2 separate regions of the Mustela erminea genome follow, and region 2 is linked to region 1. Evidence: chromatin contacts called from public Hi-C data. All regions are on one chromosome and are shown on one strand. Each heading gives the region's core, a stretch centred on a gene start, on an enhancer-like site or on the middle of the called end of the contact. The rest is flanking DNA. Distances are from core to core; before and after follow the strand shown.

Region 1 (2,999 bases), core at 171-2,670:
TCTGAGGGTCGGGCCAGGAGTCTTTCTTTCTTTTTTTTTTTTTTAATTCATTTGTGTCACTATATTTATTGTCGCTCTTTTTTTTTTTTTTGTCTTTATTGTTTTTTAATTTATTTTTAAATTAATTTATTTATTTTCAGAAAAACAGTATTCATTATTTTTTCACCATACCCAGTGCTCCATGCAATCCGTGCCCTCTATAATACCCACCACCTGTTACCCCAACCTCCCCCCCACCCCGCCACTTCAAACCCCTCAGATTGTTTTTCAGAGTCCATAGTCTCTCATGATTCAACTCCCCTTCCAATTTACCCCAACTCCCTCCTTCTCTCTAACACCCCTTGTCCTCCATGATATTTGTTATGCTCCACAAGCCTTCGGTAAAGTCCCTAATGATTCTTGTCATTTTGGTAAGCCCCGCCCCTGGGGGGAGAGGTTAGGGGAGGGGAGAGACGCGGAAGGAATGAGAATCAACCAGTAGATGACCTGAGTGTTCTCTCTTGATCTTGACCATCTTCTTCCCTTGATCTAGGTCTGGAGAACGTGACCTCACTGAGTTTCCGCCCCCTCTAAAGCATTTCTGTGCACTTGATTCAGAGATTACTCCCAAGCCTACCAGCAGTTCTAACCCCCTCTTCCCTGCACCTCTACCCTTAACCCCCCCTGGCTCCTTGTGGCCCTTCTCCACCCTCAGCCCCTCAGGTGGCCCGAACAGGTTGCAAAGGCTGGCGGAGGAGGCAAGCCCCAGGGGGCTGAGCTGGGCTGGCCTGCCATCCAGAGAACCAGCTCTTGCCCACATCAGGGCCACTCCCGCAGCCAACGCATTGCTTCCACCAAAAGTTGTCTCCTGGGGTTGGGGGGGAGCGCTCCGGACGCCTAGCTCAGCCATCACAGAAATTAGGAAAGAAATATCCAAGTGAACACAAAGATCCTTGCTCCCTCTCTTCCCTTGGGTCAGTTCTACGGTCGGATATACCGCAGGGCCCTATAGAGTGCAAATCCCCCAGTGGGAATTTATTATCTCGGGTTTTCAGGCCAGCGCCCTCTCGCTGCACAAACGGAGGTACCCCGGGCCAAGGGGGAAAGGAGCTGAGTGTGGGATCCGCGGAAAGGCAACGCCCGCCTCATGCCCCGGCCTCACAGCGCCACCTGGCGTCTCCGGGTACTGCGCCGGCGCTGCGCCCGCGGAGGGAGGCCCCTGCCCCGCTGGTGGACTCTCGGTTTCCCAGGGCGCGGTGGCCTCTGGTGGGCCCCCTCCCTTCCCTCAGAGCCTTCCTGCTCCACCCTGTCGTACACCGTCCAGAGGGTGCTTCTGGACCAGTCTCCTCCGTTTACAGCCCTCTGCCTTTATTCCGGTTTCACTCCCGGGAAGTGCGTCCAGTCTCCGCCACCACGGGTCTGCTCTAGAAGACCCGCCGTAGCAGAGCTCGACAGCTAGCCAGAGTCTGAGAGGCTAGCCCGGAGGATGGCCTTGTGCCAAGCACCCACCTCCAGTGGCCAGCAGGGGGCAGCCTAGTTCCAGATTTGGGTCCTAATTGCTCCCATCCTGGCCCTTCCTATAGGACCCCTTCCAGAAGCTACTGGGACCCCACTGTTTGTAGAGCCTTCCATCATCCATCCATCCAACCATCCATCCATCCATCCATCCATCTATCCTCCCCTGTACACAAACCCTTCCCGGACAACTTCCCGTTGGCAACAGACTGCTTTGGGCCTAGAGAATTTATCAGGACAAGGTGACCTGGTCCCCACCTGGGGAACTCACAACCCACAGCTGCACTCTCCTCCTGTTCTTTTACCTGTCACCTTGCACTTACCTAGTGTTCTGCACCATTAATTGGTCTTATACATGTTTAGGTCCCAATTTCAGAGTCACAAAGAGGGGTCTGTCAAGGCCAGTGTTGGATCTGGTCATCTGGACATTATGCATACAGGACCTGTTGTTAAAGTCTCTGCTTCTTGGTGTTTCGTTGGGCATCCCTAGGATGAAGGACACTGCAACCCCTCAGATGATCTCTATTTACAAATAAGGTCAGCCTTCCATGGAGCAGACTGTGGGGGCCAGCCCCAGACTAAATGTTTGTGTCCCCCTCACAATTCCATGTTGAAATCCTAAGCCCCAAGGTGAGGTATTAGGAGGTGGGGCCTGTGGCAGGTGGTTAGGTCATGAGGGCAGAGCCTTCCAGAATGGGATTAGTGCCCTTGTCAGGGAAGCCTGAGCTCTCCCTCCTTTCCACTGTGTGAAGACAGGGCAGAAAGATGGCCAGGAACCAGGAAATGGCTCTCACCAGACACTGACTCTGCCTGCACCTTGATCTTGGAATTCCCAGCCTCCAGAACTATAAGAAATTAACTTCTGTTGTTTATAAGCCACCCAATTTGTGATATTTCACTGACAAAAACAGAAACTGGAACCAGGAAGTGGAGTGTTTCCCTAACACGTACTTAAATATATGGAAGTGGCTTCGAAACTGGGTCATGGATGGAGGTGATAAGTGTTCTGAAATGTCTGCTAGGAAAACACCTACCCTGCCGTGAAGGGACCTGTAAAGGACATTCTCATGGGAGCTCGGAAAAAGGAGAGCTGAGAAAAGCCCCAGTCACCTCAGAGAATAATGACTAATACTTACGAACAGAATGTTGGTAGAAATAGGGATGGTAAAGGCCATCGTGATAACAAATGAGAAACATGTTAGTGGAACCGGGGCAAAAAGTGATCCTCGTTACCAAGTGGCAATGAACTTGGCTCCGTATGTTCATATTCTAATGTTTTGTGGAAGGTAGAACTCATGAATGACAAAGCTGGGTATCTAGCTGAGGAGATGTCTAAGCGAAGTGGTGAAGGTGTGCTTGGCTCCTTCTGAGGGCTTACAGTGGAATACAGGAAGAAAGAAATGACCTAAAGCTTGGAATTGTTAAGCAAAAAGGAAGCATAACTTAAAGTTTGGGAAATTCTCAGCCTATCCATACTGCAAAAAATGAAAACGTCAAGGGTGTGG
Region 2 (2,999 bases), core at 292-2,791, 52 kb after region 1:
CATGTCACCTGTGTTCATTGCCCTTAATCCTCCCAACAATCTTAGGACACAGCGGCAATTATTATCCCATTTACATACAGATGAAGAAATGGAGGTGGTCAGAGATGAAAGAATTCATGGAAATTCCTATGGCTAGTAAGTGGGAGATCCAGGAATTTGAATCCAGGCAATCGGCCTTAAGAGCCCATGCATTCACCCATTACACACACGCAAGGCACGGGACTCATCTCAGGCGTCCCAGAGACACCCCCGCTCCCCACCTCAAAAGACAATTCATTCCTTTCATGGACAAATGCCATGTAAAAATCTTCTCCCCTGATCAGATTGGAACGTCTTCAATGCCACTGCTAGTCTGGTCAAGGGGTCCTTGACCCTCCCTCCCGAGTACTGTGACCTGATTGGCTGGATAGGGGCTCAGGCAAGGCTCAGGGGCTCTCACCCTGACTCTGCTCCCCACTGGTTCATACTGCTGGTGAAGCATTCGGAGACCTCCCAGGGAGTTGGCTTTTTTTTTTTTTTTTTTCTTTCTAATCTCAACCCCTCAAGACCTAGGGAAAAAAACGAGTTCTTAAGCTGATGAGCTCTCTGGTCCTAGTCTGCTGGGTCCTTGGCCACAGCTACTACTCCCTTTCACTTACAGAGCTCAAAGCTTGCTCCAGGGGCACCGGCCACCTGATTTCCTTCTGGACTCTTCCTGCACAGTCTGGAAGCCCTCAGGCCAGGAGGCGGGCGTGGGGGTAGGAGGGTTGGGGAGGGCGTGGAATCCTTGCACTGCAGAGAGGTTGCACGAGGTTCTGGCTGACAACCTCCTTCCCATTCTCGGTCTTCAGCTCTTGTGGTTTCCTCTCCCGTCTTCTGCCCCCTCCTCCCACTCCCACGGCCCTAGAAGGAGGAGAGGCAGTGGTAGAGTCGGGAAAGTGGGAAGAAGTCACGTTACTTTACTGAGCACCTACTATTTGCCCGGCACTTCTGGGGCCTCCCCCTCCTCTGCTCCCACGAGTCCCAGCTCAGACCCGGGTAGGGAAGAAGGGTGGGCGGAGTCAGAAGCGGGGCGAGGAGGCTGGCGGATCCATCTGCCCCCTTCCAAAGAATGCCCGAACCAGCAGCAGCCCCGGGACGTGGGTGGGGGTGACGGGTCCCCGGGCAAAGGAAAGGCTCAATTGTGCAAAGGCTTCCTGCCCTGCCAGCTCTCGGCCCCAGCCCAGCCACCAAGCAGCAGCCTTTCTGCGGCCGGGGAGGCGGGACGGGAAGGCGAAGGCAGGAAAGGGTTACGGGAATAGCTTTCCAATGACAAAGTCTGGAAGGGACCCATGCCTCCGCCCCTCTGCGGGTTAAACTGGCACAGTGCGGGGGGAGGAAGGCGAGGGGGACCAGAAGCAAAGACTCCCCTCCCTCCCGCCCCCCTGTCCCCCCCTGTCGCCGGGCACCCCCTCCCGGGGCCCGTGTCGTCGCAGGCAGCCGGCGTGTGCCTGGGGCAGCGGGTCACGAGGCTCCGCCCCCGGCCGCCCGGCCCCGGGGGACGCACTTTGTTCAGGATGCCGCCTCCCCGCTCATTGTGGGGCCGGGGCCGCCGGCGGCCCTAGTGCGAGCGCGCGGCCGGAGCGCGCGGCGGACGCCGATCCCAGTGCGAGGGGCGGACCCGGCCGAGGACCCCGGAGAAACTTTCTTATCGCGAGGAGAGCGCGCCCGGCCCGGCGCCGCGCGGGGGATGCGCGACTGTGCGCGGCGGCGGCGCGGACAGGGACTCGGAGCCAGAGCCGGAGCGGGAAGGCGCGCGGGTGAGTGGCCCGAGCGGGGTGGTCGGGGGGGCGGGGACCGGGCTGCGCGCGGCGGCGGAGATGGGCCGCCGCTTCCCACTCGGTGGGGCCGGGATCGAGCCCCGGGGGGAGGTGAGCCTGGTGCCCCGGGGAGGCTGCGGGCTGGGCTCGGGAGAGGCGCTGGAATAACAACGGAGGCGCTGGGAGGGTGTGTGCCGAGACGTCCTTGGGGGACTGCGCGTCTGCTCCAGGAGTCGACTCACTGGGGGCTACCCAGCCCCAGCCTTTCGGAGCCTCAGTTTACCTTTCTGTGAAATACCTGCAACGTAAAGTGTGTTGATATCCTATAACCAGAAGCACCAAGTACAGCGTATTACACACACACACGCACATACTGTACCCACATTTTCTCCCATCCCAGAGGAGCGAGCGGAGCAGCTGGCGCAGGTGACCTTGCCGGGCTGTTTCGGAAAATGTTCATTGGGTGCCCAGGTTGCGCTGCGAAGCGTCCGCCCGCCAGACTCCTTGAGGCTGCCCTCTTCGGCGCCAGCCTAGAGGAAGCTGGGGGACACAGGAGGGAGGAGAAAGGGGAGGTTGGGTGAACACCAGGAGCTCACCTGAGGGCGCTCGGTGCTTGGGCTCTTGTGGTCCCTTCTACTCTCAGAGCTGATAGAACCTGGTCAAAGCAGAAAGAATCAGCCCAGCCTGCGGAGGGAGGATCGGGGAAGGATGTGAGTGGTGAGTGGTGGGGGGCGGTGTGCAGGGGTGAAATCCACCCAGCAGAGAGGGGTCCTTGTCCCGCGGAGCCCAACATTGGAAAATCAGCTGGTGAGTCAATGGGACTTTGTTGGGAGGGCCACGGGGCGCAGCTGGCGCCGGCTTAAGGGAAGCGCCCGCATCCCCCCTTGATAACACGCTGTTTATCTGGCTTCCTGTTTCAATGATTGGGATGCCATTGGCTTGTTCAAATTCAATGCTGAAAAGCCTGCGGCCACGTTCGCTCTTTAAAAGCCGAGGGCTTGCCTCGATTTTCCTCTTTTCGTCTGTCTTGTTCCGCATGCGTGGTGTCCCCTGCAACGAACGCACTTATAATGGGGCAGCTGTACTTGCCACAAAGAACCCCATCTCAAGGAGGCAGAGCTGCTGCTTCTGAGACCTTGGCTCCCTTCAGACCCAAAATACATGTGACTTCAGCCTGCTTATGAATTTTTTTCATCCTGCCTTGAATTTTGGTCTGTGTGT

What was found. Hi-C and Micro-C count contacts between places; a contact is called where the count stands out from the background.
Region 2: a contact with region 1 is called in a Hi-C map of fibroblasts, with 1.9 times the contacts expected there. The contact joins the promoter of NAV1 here to the enhancer-like site in region 1. A contact is called at or near these places in 3 of 3 Hi-C or Micro-C datasets (fibroblasts, skeletal muscle and spleen).

The regions. Positions count from the first base shown.
Region 1 is chr17:42,255,956-42,258,954 of mMusErm1.Pri, forward strand. No RefSeq gene overlaps it. Among named protein-coding and RNA genes, the nearest start is that of PHLDA3, 13 kb to the left of the region's middle. Within about 2 kb of position 1,421, the one cell type or tissue checked has open chromatin away from gene starts, as enhancers often do. A contact at or near this core is called in fibroblasts, where this site is marked.
Region 2 is chr17:42,307,859-42,310,857 of mMusErm1.Pri, forward strand. It overlaps NAV1 (neuron navigator 1), which reads left to right and starts at 1,542. Exons shown (of 32, transcript XM_032317504.1): 1 at 1,542-1,778. It overlaps LOC116575887 (a long non-coding RNA gene), which reads right to left and starts at 1,245. Exons shown (of 3, transcript XR_004279991.1): 1 at 639-1,245; 2 at 440-548.